Linked DNA regions of Hordeum vulgare: region 2 is linked to region 1. A link is a contact called in public Hi-C data. All regions are on one chromosome and are shown on one strand. The core of a region is the stretch at or near the end of the contact, and the rest is flanking DNA. Distances in the headings are between cores, read along the strand shown. Region 1 has its middle 110 kb from the start of LOC123395806. Region 2 holds the start of LOC123395806 (auxin-responsive protein IAA30-like).

Region 1 (6,224 bases), core at 1,562-4,061:
TAACCTGCCTTCGGGCCTTTGAGTAATATATTCAGGTGGGGACTCTTTTCCCGTGATTGTTAAAAAAACCTTTTTTTTAAAACGCGAAGACATGCATGTGATACTTTACCGCCAAGACATGCATGTATGTGAAAATCGATGCAGGATAAATTAATTAGTTCGAGACTAAAGTGTTCTCGCCTGTCAAATGAACCACGCACACGTATGTACGCATGCAGGGAGCAAGCCGTACATTCGCAGATCGCGAGCAAGTGCTAGGTGCGATGTACCTTGTTGCGGGCTGCATTGCATGCGTGTCGCACGAACACATGCGTGGATCGCGCGGATTTCTTGCATGGCATGCCATGGGCCGGGGTAACACACATGCAAACTAAGTAAACATACTCCTATATTAGTAGTACAGGATTGTAGAGTAGTAGTCCTGTCCAGAACTCCGGTCATTCCAAATCACGTAAATTGGCACGCGTACTCGATTCAGTACCGCACTCCGCACGTCTGGTATTCATCGTACCTGGCTTTGGCTACTCAGATCTGTAAGGCAGGCAGCTAGTACTTAATGATTAGTTAATTAAGTCAACATGCATTCACGTGGCGGAACGTAATGTACGTACATCCATCCGTACAAGTACTACAGCTGTCTAGCTAGGGAATTGACGAGAGGCCGAGCTGATTCGATAATACACGGCGCGCAGGCCGAACCGTTTCAGGTGGACGCACCGCGTTCGTCCGATCTAAACGGATCGCGCGCGTCCCCTCCCCCCGCGCAGGTCACCGTCGCCCCCCTATCCCCGCGCAGGCATCGTCGTCATGTGCTCCCCCCCCCCCCCCCCGCGCAGGTTGCCGTCGCCTCCTCCCCCCGCGCAGGCGCCGCCACCGTGTGCTTCTCCTCTGCGCAAGTCGCCGTCGCCCCTCCCCGCGCGCAGGCGCCGCCGTCGCGTGCTTCTCCTCTGTGCATGTCGCCGTCGCCCCCTCCCCCGCAGGCACCGCCGCACGTCCTCGTATCCTTCGCTGGCGCTGCTGCAAAACCACCATCGTCGGTGCTCGGGCCGAGCCACACGGGAGATGACATGGCTGCCTCCTGCCATGGACTGATCTGTGTGTATGCATGTATTAAAAAAAAGCTACAAGCGGTGTGCAAAAAGCTTCAAACGGCATAAAAAAAAGCTTCAACCGTTGATAAAAGAAGTTACAACCACATCCATGAGAGTCGCAACAAAACTTCACCGGAGTTTTGTAGGCGGAGTTGCAACCATGATGAAAAAATGTTGCAACCATTATACAAATTTGATACATCAGTCATTCTTTTTTGTTGCAACCGTGTTGTTTTTTTTCTACAACCGTTGACATGAGCGAGTTGCAACCATGATGAAAAATGTTGCAATCATTATACAAATTTGCTACATCAGTCATTTTTTGTTGTTGCAACCGTATTGTGTTTTTGCTACAACCGTTGACATGGGCGAGTTGCAACCATGATGGGAAATGCTGCAACCATTATACATTTTTGCTACATTTGTCATTCTGTTTTGTTGCAACCGTATTGTTGTTTACAAGGGGTTGCAACCATGAGCGCACGCTGCTACATCCATGGAGGTTAGAAACGCACAGAAAGGCGACATAGGTGAGGGCGGCGACCGGCGGTGACCGACGGTGGAGGGCGGCCAGCGGTGAGGAGGTGAGGCGAGGCGGTCGGCACGTGCTGGGGCGTCGGCACGGGCTAGGCGTGTGCGGGGACTGTGGCGCGTGCGAGGATGGCCGGGCAGTGGGGGCGCGCGAGACCAGATCTGACGGCAGGGGACCCTAATCTAACGGCTGCTGCGCGACCGGCGCGAGCCCTCGGGCCGGCGCGACGACGCCTAGCACTGCCCATTCGATAATAACCTAGTACTCCCTTCGTCCGAAAATATTTATCTGAAAAATAAATGTATCTAGATGTATTTTTATTTTTATTTATGTTTATGATTAGTAATATTGGACGAAGTAAATACTATATACGTTGTGAGTCTGAAAAAGGAATTATTCTGCATGAAAAGTTCAATCAGCGACAGTGCTTCATATATAGAGGTCGGTATTTTTTTCCAACGGAACTACATTTTCACACTTCAAAAAAATCTGACAAAAGTATACATATAGACATATGTTTGTGCTTCCTCAAAATAATTGTAGGTAAAAAGAACTAGCCTAGTTATCTTCAATTATAGTTATTTAGATAAGAAAAAGTAGTATACATGTGTAAAATTTCATAAACATATATGTTAATATGTGTTGTATACAAAAAAGACAAATACATGGAGTCAAATATGCCTTTTCCTTTTTGTTTTTGGGCTGATATTTGTCTTTTTTTTGGTAGCATGCAAATAGTCAAGTTAGTCGATGAAATTCTATACATATTTGAAGAACATGCATGTGCATCTATGTAAAAAAGATTTGACACTTTTGAAAACTTTTAAATATATTTTATTTTATTTTATTCAAAACGGGCTCCATGGAGCCCGGCCTCTACAACGTCATTACTCTCATTCTGCATGCCTAGCTAGCTTGCCCAAGGTTAATCAGCTGGGTTCGGTTTGGTGTGACAAAACCTACAGTACGATTTTATCAGATTTGCGGGGGCCGTACATGGCATGAACTCGAGCTGGCACGAAAGGTACATGTGTCGACCGGGTCGATGGATCGAACAAGTGTCAGATCTCGTTTTGCTCCAGAGAAAATGGGCGGTTCATGGGCGGCCAGAGAAACCCATGCACGCATGCATGAATGCGTCTGCGTGCCTTGGCTGCTTCTGTAATAAGTCAGCGGACAGAGTGGCGCTATAGCTTCACCGAGAGAGACGGCGGCCGTTGATCCGTGGCAGATCAGGTGCATGCATATACATGTATGTATGTACTTCCTCCGTTCCTAAATATAAGATCCTTGTAGAGATTGCACTATGAACTACATACGGATGTATATAGACATATTTTAAAGTGTAGATTCACTCATTTTGCTTCGTATGTAGTCTATAGTGAAATCTCTACAAGGTCTTATATTTAGGAACGGAGGGAGTAGTACACATGCCCTGTTTGGTCCAACCCTCACCTCATTATAAAACTGAATATCATTTTCAGGAAACGGAAACTTTAACAATAATAATAGTGTTACTGTGAGCTCAAAAAAAAGCTTTTTAAAATGAGCTCAAAAATAATATTGTTACTGTGGAGATGCATATAACCCTCTACAATCTACATATGTTGATAGACAAAAGTGGCGACGGGCCATAGGACGCATGTAACAAAAACGAAGTTGTCAGACCATAGGACCCATGGAAATCAAGGTGTTTCTGTGGTTGAGGATAAAAAATGGCATAAGTGAATGGACTGGACTGGTCATGAGACAATTAACCTTATGTCACTACCTCACCACTTAGGCCTACAGTTGTTATCTTTACCTTATGTCACTACCTCACCACTTAGGCAATCTTGCAAACAAACCAGTGGCAAGGAAGTATTGAAGAGGGCATCATGTTGATCAAGCAAAGCAAGTGATGGTGGATATCTACAACGGGGCTCAAGGATGGGAGGCAACAGTACGCAGACTCATGGTTAGCTATTGCATTCGGATTAGTCGGTTTATATGGTTTCTCGGTTTGTACGATATTGATACTTTTGTGAATACCATATAAAATTAAAATATGGTTCCGTTTTAAAATATATCAAATTATTTTGTTATGGTTTTGGTATATATACCATAATAACCAAAGGTGGCATGAATTTGAAAATGACATAATGACATTTTATAAATTTATAACTCAAAATACATACTTCTTTATACAAGCAATATTTAAGTATATAATCATGAATTGATGCTTGTTCATGCATGCAAATATGCAATATATAATTTGCTTTGTTTGTGGGCATACTTAGCATTTTTTGAGAGAAAAATGGCTACATTACAAGAAAAATGGAGGTGCGTAGCAGGGTACCTGGCTCCTCTACAAAATATATCACAAGATCTTTTTGGTTGTAGCATGGTTGTTCGCTTAAGAAATGTAAATGTATTTTTTTACTTCAGACTTTTGGTATATACCAAAAAATGGAATTCAAACGGTAAGAAAATTTCATGCCATACCGAGAAAATAGTTCGCTTCGGTTGATTTTCATATGGTTTTCCGGTTCGGTTTTAAAATACACAGAGTGACTCATAGTAGGGTGATGATATTTTTTTACTAAATGAGATTGGTTTTTCCCCAGCCCCAACTTTATTAAGCCAAGGCAAGAAACCAAGCATCCAACATTTTACGGCTCTCGGCACAAACCAAAACTAGCTACAGCGAAATAAGGGTTTAACACAAGTTCACCCTGGGGTACAGCCATACAGGAGATACTCGATAGAATTACATTTTTAGAGCACAAAATATTGTATCGAGACTCCCAGCTTAGCCACTAGGCCAATCGATCCTAAGCAACTCCCCGCGTCGATGATCTAGTAGCCTTAAGCACCACATAAGAAGATCACCCTCAGCGTTGAACATAAGATCTTCCATTGCCTGATCAGTGAACTCACCAGATTCGAGGATGGGTGCATGCTTCTCCATTTTCACCCCTGGAACACAAAGTCATTACGCAGAGGCCATAAGCCCCATAAGGTGGCAGAAGTACCTAGATTAGCGACTTCAAATTTCTTCTTTTGTTTCCAAAGAGGCATTAAACAAGTAAAAGAATTGGGTACAGAAATACAAACATTATTAGAAATAACATACCAAATTTCCTTTGCAACAATGCATTCAAAAAACAAATGTTGAATGGATTCAGACTCACTACAAAACACACATGAAGGATCATCTACGTGTCTCCTCTTGGCCAGATTATTCATAGTCAAGCTCTTGTTATCAAAGATAAGCCAAAGGAACACATGTATATTAGGGGGACTTTGATTTTCCAGATGAAATATTTTATTTCAGAAGAACCTCCCCAAAAATAAAGCATCTTATAGAAAGACTTAACAAAATATTTGCCAAAATACTCCAACATCCATACTTGGTTATCTCTACCAGTACAAAAGGTGTAGTTCTCGACCGAATCAACCAAACTAAACCACCTAGACATACTGTGTTCACCAACACGTAGGTAAGGTGCAAATTACTCCAATCCCATACTTGAGCTATAGTAGCATCTTGTTGTTGATAGATCTCGAAGAGATCCCAAAAAAAGGTTTTAAGGGAACAATCTCCAACACAAATGTCATGCCAGAAGGCCATATCTTGACCATTACGAGGGTCCCATCTATACATTTTTTTAGCATCGGCAAAGGCCCGGGAAAAACTTTAAGGAAGAACCCAGTCCAAGTTTCACCCAAAGGATCTTGGGTTTATCCACAACATACCTAAAGCAGATCAAATTTTCACGCACTTTCTCTCTCATCATAGAACCTTTTACTCCAAGAAGCAAATAATGCCAAGTTAAATCCCCTAAGATTAGGGACACCCCCCCTAAAAATTCTAGAAATAAGCCCCCGATCGGGCAAATGATATTTATGCCCATCCCCCAAATTATCCCAGAAGAAGTGAGACCTTTGAGAGGTGATGGATTCAATAGCCATTTAGGAAATTTCATAGACATAAGATAGGTGGGGATACTAGCAAGGCAAGTAGTAAGCACAATGAGTTTGTCCCTATAAGAGATGTTCCTGCCAAACCAGTCAAAAATATTTGTAATGTTCCTATCAATAATAGGTTGGAGGTCCTCCCTCCTAAGTTTTCTGAAATGCAAGGGAACACCCAATTACTTGAAGGGGAAATCCCCAATTTGACAGCAAAAAATTTGAGCAAAGCACTTAGAAAAGTCCGCATTCACATGAATAGTATGGAGATTGATGTCTACCACGCAACTTTATTCTTGTAGACGTTGTTGGGCATGCAAGTGCAGAGTTTTGTAGGACAGCAACAATTTTTCCTCAAGTGGATGACCTAAGGTTTATCAATCCGTGGGAGGTGTAGAATGAAGTGGTCTCTCTCAAACAACCCTGCAATCAAATACAAGAAATTTCTTGTGTCCCCAATACACCCGATACAATGGTAAATTGTATAAGTGCACTAACTCGGCGAATAGATGGTGATACAAGTGTAGTATGGATAGTACAAATAGATTTTTATAATCTGAATAAATAAAAGCAGTGAGGTAACAAGTAGTAAACAGCGAGCAAAATGTTATATAAATGCTTGAAAATAAGGCCTAGTGTTTATACTT
Region 2 (6,224 bases), core at 1,127-3,626, 110 kb after region 1:
CACCTATTGCACAAAGAAAAAAAGTTAAATCAAATCGCACTTACTACGGAAACGGGCCGGGCAAACGGCGAGAGCGCCGTCGGTTGCGCGGCCCACGGCCCCGCTTCCCTCCCCGGGGCAAAAAGACGGGGGCGCCCGCAGCAGACGGCGCGGGAGCGGAGACACCCCAGCAGGCTCACATGGCGAACCCCTCGCCGTCTACCCGAGCGGTTCCCCGGCCCCACCCGCCCGTGAGACGGGCTACGCATGATTGCGTCGGGTTCGTGCGCGCCCCCTTTTTTGCCGTGCCGCGTTTCTTTTTTTCCCAGCGGAAAATCAGCGGACGTGTCGCACGCGCAGCACTTGCACGTACTCGCCAAGCTCGATTACCTCAGAGAGACAAGCTTCCAAGGTCGATGATTTTGGTGATGAGGTTGTCACGCTTGTGACTTGTCACGGTCTCAAATGGACCAAATATCTTATGGTTGGCAAATTGTACTGCTTTTGTGCGGGTCAGGGTTTTTTTCCCGCCTCCTTCTGTATGGACCTGCCTGCTGCTACGGTTTACGTTGTTTTCTGAATAGAAACCCTTCTTTATCCCGTCATAAAAAAAAAAAAGGCCAAAAAATGCCCCGCGCCAGACGCAGCTACGGGCGGAATGAAGAGCGAGAGAGGAGCATACGGAAAGGAAAAGAGGATATCTATATACATACAAAGACAGTAGAACCCCGCAAAAAAAGAAAAAACATCGATGAAGGTGAGTGGCAGGCACGTGGGACCGGCCCCGACAGGCGGACCCACCATCCCTGGCGAGCGATCGCGCGTGGTGGTCCCGGCCGGCGGTCATTCTCGCGCGTGGGGGTCACGGTCGCAACAGCGCATGCGGTCTCTTGGCCTCCAGCTAGCCTAGCAACACCAAAGCCCCACGTGACCCCACCTTTTCCTATTTCCCGCTGCCTTCTTTTTTTCCTTTTTCTTTTATTATCGTGGTTTCGTTTCGGTGGTCGACCAGCAAACCGAGCTGCACTAATACGCGCTTAATTGTTACTTTGCCTTTTGCTTTGTTAAGATTTCGGTCGATGATAATTGTTTTCAACGCGTTTAAATTTTGCTAAAAAAAATTATGCTTTTCTAGAGACTGGTAAAGCAACTTTCTGATTTTGCCCACATATTGCAGGCCAAAATTTAGCATGAAAGCAGAGCCCGTTCTACGAACCTATGCCCTCGCGTATCATTGCTCCTCAAAACCCTCTCGAGTTAAATCCATGTGGCCTCGCTCATTCATGGAATTCGTTAAAAAAAAATGTACCTAATAAGTTGCGATAACCATGAAACTTTTCGTGAGAGAGGGTCAAGCGGGCAAGTGAAACCCTAGCTGCCACCCCCACCTATACTCTTCCTTTTGTCGTCCCTAGGGTGTGTCGTCAACGACGCGAGGATGTTGCTACGCCTGTTATGGAGAAGTTGTTCGGTGGATGTGGGTTTGCGATGAAGATGAGCGATTATGGTGCAATCTATGGGAGGTCACGCTTGATGGCGGTGCTGGTGATCCAGCGTGATGATCTTCAGTGCCGGACCGACCTGGCTCAGACATCGAAGAAGATGGTGTCGAGGCATGGTCTTGGACGGTGGCAATCTCCACATCAGGCCCCCATCCGGCGTGTAACGGCATGGGCGATTCATCTCAAGTTTTCTTTACGAAGTTTTCATGTCTGGTTTGGGCCGACGATGCCGTTGCATTTGCCCAACGTAAAAATATTGCCCTTCCCACACTTGTCCCGTTTCATTGATGTGCTTATGGCGGGTGTGTGATGTAGATATTGATAATCTAGTCCTTTTTTGTAATCTAGTTATTTTTAATTAGTTTTTTCGTATGTGTTATACCTTATTTGTCTAATCAGCTATTTTCTTAGTTTATATATATTCTTCACCGCAAATTATGTAAAAAAATAACACAATAAAGTGTTAATATACATGCGCATACGAACAAACACATGCAAATCCTATCTTTATGAGCTCTTCTAAGAGACTGAGCCGACATATGTTCTTGAGATTTACGAAGTCATCATAGGCACCTCGTCCTTGACGAAGACGTCTCCTCTGAGTGAAAGCACATCGTCGAAAATACTGAAATAAATTCAGAAATAAATGTGAACATCAGGACTTAAATTCTGATGGACTAGAAATATTACAGTCCCTCTAACCATGCCACGAAACATAGTTTGGTCAGATTATAAAATAAGTTGGCATATAATATTTCATTACTAGCAAACCGAGTGTAGGCGCCTAAACAAATGAATATAGCTCTAGAAAAAAAAAAGTAAAAAATATTAGCAGAGGGGCAAGGCGCAAAAGAGGCTGGCCATGCATTATCATGGCCCTATTATTCTACACGGCCACACCAACACCCTCACTGCCATTATTATTTCTGCCTGCCCCCCTCCCTCCTCTGCCTCTTTGTCTATTTCCATCTGCATTTGCATCGCTCGCCTCTCAAAACAGCCAAACCGAACCCCAAAAGCTCGCCGGGAAACGCAGAGAAAGGAACCGAAGCAAACCCAGCAGCAGAAGGGAGGGGCTGAGCCAGGCAGCTAGCAATGGCGGCGGACCTGGGCTTCGAGGCGACCGAGCTGCGGCTCGGCCTGCCCGGCGGCGGCGAGGGGGAGGCCAGGAGCTCCTCCGGCAAGAGGGGCTTCGCCGAGACCATCGACCTGAAGCTGAAGCTGGAGCCGGCCGGCGAGGAGGCGCCGGCGGCGGAGGACCGGTCCGACGTGGCCGTGGTCGCCGCGGCGGCGGCGGAGGAGGAGCACGAGAAGGCGGCGGCGGACGCCTGCGTGGGGAAGATGAAGAGGTCGCCCAGCCAGAGCAGCGTCGTCACCACCGCCGCGCTCCCCGACCCCGCCGAGAAGCCGCGCGCGCCCAAGTACGTGCATCCCCATCCCCATCTCCATCTCCATCTCTCACCTCTAGACTCTAGTCCGCTCTGCATGCTCACGCATGCAGCTCAGCTCCCGTCTTCTTCGCGTAAGCTCTCTTCGTAACGCAAGCTTTCTTCAGAAAACAAAACACAAAACACCATCAAAAACATCTTGATTAACGGGTAGTTGATGGCATGGATCACTGATCTACGAGTAGCTTGTACTACTAGTCCACGCATGTTCAGTCACGGTTGGTCAGTCAAGGCAAGGCCGGGCCGGTGATCATCATTCAGATCGAGCACCGATCATGGACGAGAAACAGAGACGAGATGATGATGGATGGGTGAGATCTACGGAGAGATTCATCCGTCCATCTGCACTTCTAGCACAGGCAGAGAGACAGCAGCATGTTACGTGTGGGGCAGTGGGGGACAGTGCCTAGTGCCGACACGATAAAAGAAACCCACGCACACTGCACTGCTGCCCTGCCCCTCGCGGACGCACGGTTTACTTTTTTTGTCCACTCGTCGCCATCATCCCCATATCACTCGTATCCTGTCCTCACGCTACTACTCCTACACAATGGCATGGCATGGCATGGCATGGAGAAAGATAATAAGATTGTAATGTTATTGCCCATACTGCCCCTCCCGGCCATGGCATGAACATGGAGATATGGCATGGCCCCACCCTTGTTGTTGGGCTCGGCGTTCTAGATCTATCTGCCCCCCTTGTCTTGATCCCCTCCCTCTTGTACAAATCAAGCTGGAGCTTATTGCATTCCATATATATTCTGTAGCACTTTAGTAGATTGTGGGAGTATGAAGAAAAAAGGCAGGTAAAAAGTAACCAACATGTAATGCTGTAGTTTTTGTTCATGCTGAGTAAACAGTTGAAAATGTGCTGTGGGGATGTATGTGCATATATGTGCCATGTGTGGGTAGCAAAAACGAGAGGGCAAAGGTTGCATGCATGTCATGAGTTACCACAGAAGTTTTCATTTGAAGAGAAGCGGAAACAAAATGGATCTGGATTTATATATATCTGCACCTCTTGGATCATGAAAGAACTCATGCATGTATGTATGTATGTTAGTTAGTTTAACATAACATTTTAAAACTAACCAAATCGTTTGTGTGGTTAATTTTCTCCAGGGCGCAGGTGGTGGGGTGGCCTCCGGTCCGGTCGTTCCGGAAGAACATCCTGGCGGAGAAGTCGTCGCCGGCGGCTGCGGCGTTCGTCAAGGTGAGCATGGACGGCGCGCCTTACCTGCGCAAGGTGGACCTCAGCATGTACAAGACCTACCAGGACCTCTCCAAGGCCCTCGAGAAGATGTTCAGCTCCTTCACCATCGGTATGCATGCCATGCATCTTCTCTACTACATATCTCTACCATAATACTACTAGCTAGATCAGCCGTAACATTTCTGTTTATAACTAGGCCACCAAGATATAGTATGCATATATTTCTACCCTACTCGGCATGTTTGGAACACCGATATTTCTACCCTACACTTTATATATATTTCTACCCTAGTCCCAATTATTCATAACAAGATTGCTGTCTATCTAGTTTATTTTTCTATATCTATCTAGCTGTAGTGTTCCTGAACTTTTATACACAAGGAAGATCATAACATATTTATAAAGTCACTGGCTATATATAGTACATGCATGCATGACTTGCATACATGATTGCACTTCCATTTGCATGTGTGGTGGTGGTCACCATGTGGTTTTGCCAGGGGTGCATGATTTGCATCGATCCTATTCCTTGGTAGGTGTCTTCCCTGTCTGTGGCATAATGTCCTTGTCTCTCTACCATATGTACGTACACACAGCTAGCTACCTCATTATCATGCATGGCATCTGCTCACTCAGCTAGCTATCTTTGGTTGGTTCATGATTAGCATGAGTCGTTGTAACTTGATACCCAGTAAGCAATAATCCAGCATGCTGGAGCGTGCATCTTAAAGAAAAGATGCAACCAATAGTTGGTTCCTTGAATAAGCAAACAACTATTGGTTTTTCTCTGTTGTGGTGATTGTAGATTTGCGGCCTGTTGATTTGATACGGAACTTTATTCGGCACTTCCCGTTGTTAACTAGACCGTAACAACTGCTCTGAACTACAGAAGCACCTATGTATTTTCCAAATTACAGTTGGTGTTCTGGAATTGGATATTAATCCCAGTGTACGTGTTGTCACATTTCAGGAAACTGTGGAACTCAAGGGATGAACGGCATGAACGAGAGCAAGCTGATGGATCTGCTCAACGGATCCGAGTACGTTCCAACGTACGAGGACAAGGACGGCGACTGGATGCTCGTCGGGGACGTCCCGTGGGAGTGAGCGCTGCATCCTTGATATATTCTCCATATGCATAATGCTCCATTTGCGTATTTGATTTCAAACATCTGGAGCGGTACCCTGAATCTTTGATGAGCGATGGTCTGATGTAACGCTCCATTTTTCTAAAATTTCAGGATGTTCGTTGAGTCATGCAAGCGCCTTCGGATAATGAAAGGATCAGAAGCTATTGGCCTTGGTCAGTACATCTCTCTTAAGTTTCAGATCAGCAGATGAAATGTTTTTTTTCTTTCTAGAGGTTTTGGCCGACTTTTTGTTTTGATTGTGACATTGTTTTGAATTGTTTCAGCACCAAGGGCGATGGAGAAATGCAAGAACAGGAGCTGAGGGGAGGATGTACTAAATGTTATGCAAGAATCAAAATACCTATAACCTTGCTTGCTCATCCCTGTATCATATTCTCTGTCCTAAGTCTAAGTCTGTATCTCCTGATCAGTGAAGTCATTTTGGGTTGTGATCTTCTCTTTTCCAGTCAGTCAGTCCCAAGTCTCATCTTGTTATATACATAAGAAAGAAGAAGCCAAGAACATGTGAGATGTATCTGTACCTGTCTGCCACATAATTGTGTCTTTTCTTTTTGCTCTGCTTGTTCTTCCTTTTTTTTTCTCTCTCTCTCTCTCTCTTCTTATGTCTCTTCCTGGCACAAAATGCAAAGGCACCCTATTTTTCCTCTTGCGGTTTGTCCATCAAAAGTTGTTTAATTATCAGCATGGTGTGAACAAATACTTATTGCAAGTTGTCAAATGTTAATTGTATTGTATTATGAAGTTTGCATGGTGTGCTTCCTTTTGACATGATTCACTTTGGTGTTGTGAACTTACAATGGTGTTCCACTGAAGAACACATGAGATGACTCAATGGTAGAGCAGAGATGCTTTGCTCTGTGATGCATTGTCGACATACAAATCAATGTGTGTGTGTGTGTGTGTCAACATGGCTGTCCATGTTTCTTTTATA

The links. Hi-C and Micro-C count contacts between places; a contact is called where the count stands out from the background.
Region 2: a contact with region 1 is called in a Hi-C map of leaf, with 2.3 times the contacts expected there. The contact joins the promoter of LOC123395806 here to the enhancer-like site in region 1. A contact is called at or near these places in 3 of 6 Hi-C or Micro-C datasets (leaf and seedling).

The regions. Positions count from the first base shown.
Region 1 is chr5H:44,532,785-44,539,008 of MorexV3_pseudomolecules_assembly, forward strand. No RefSeq gene overlaps it. Among protein-coding and RNA genes, the nearest start is that of LOC123395806, 110 kb to the right of the region's middle. Within about 2 kb of position 2,812, at least 3 of the 3 cell types and tissues checked have open chromatin away from gene starts, as enhancers often do. A contact at or near this core is called in leaf and seedling, where this site is marked.
Region 2 is chr5H:44,641,015-44,647,238 of MorexV3_pseudomolecules_assembly, forward strand. It overlaps LOC123395806 (auxin-responsive protein IAA30-like), which reads left to right and starts at 2,377. Exons shown (of 5, transcript XM_045090839.1): 1 at 2,377-2,902; 2 at 4,052-4,251; 3 at 5,113-5,245; 4 at 5,384-5,445; 5 at 5,557-6,034. The coding sequence starts at 2,577. The coding sequence ends at 5,594.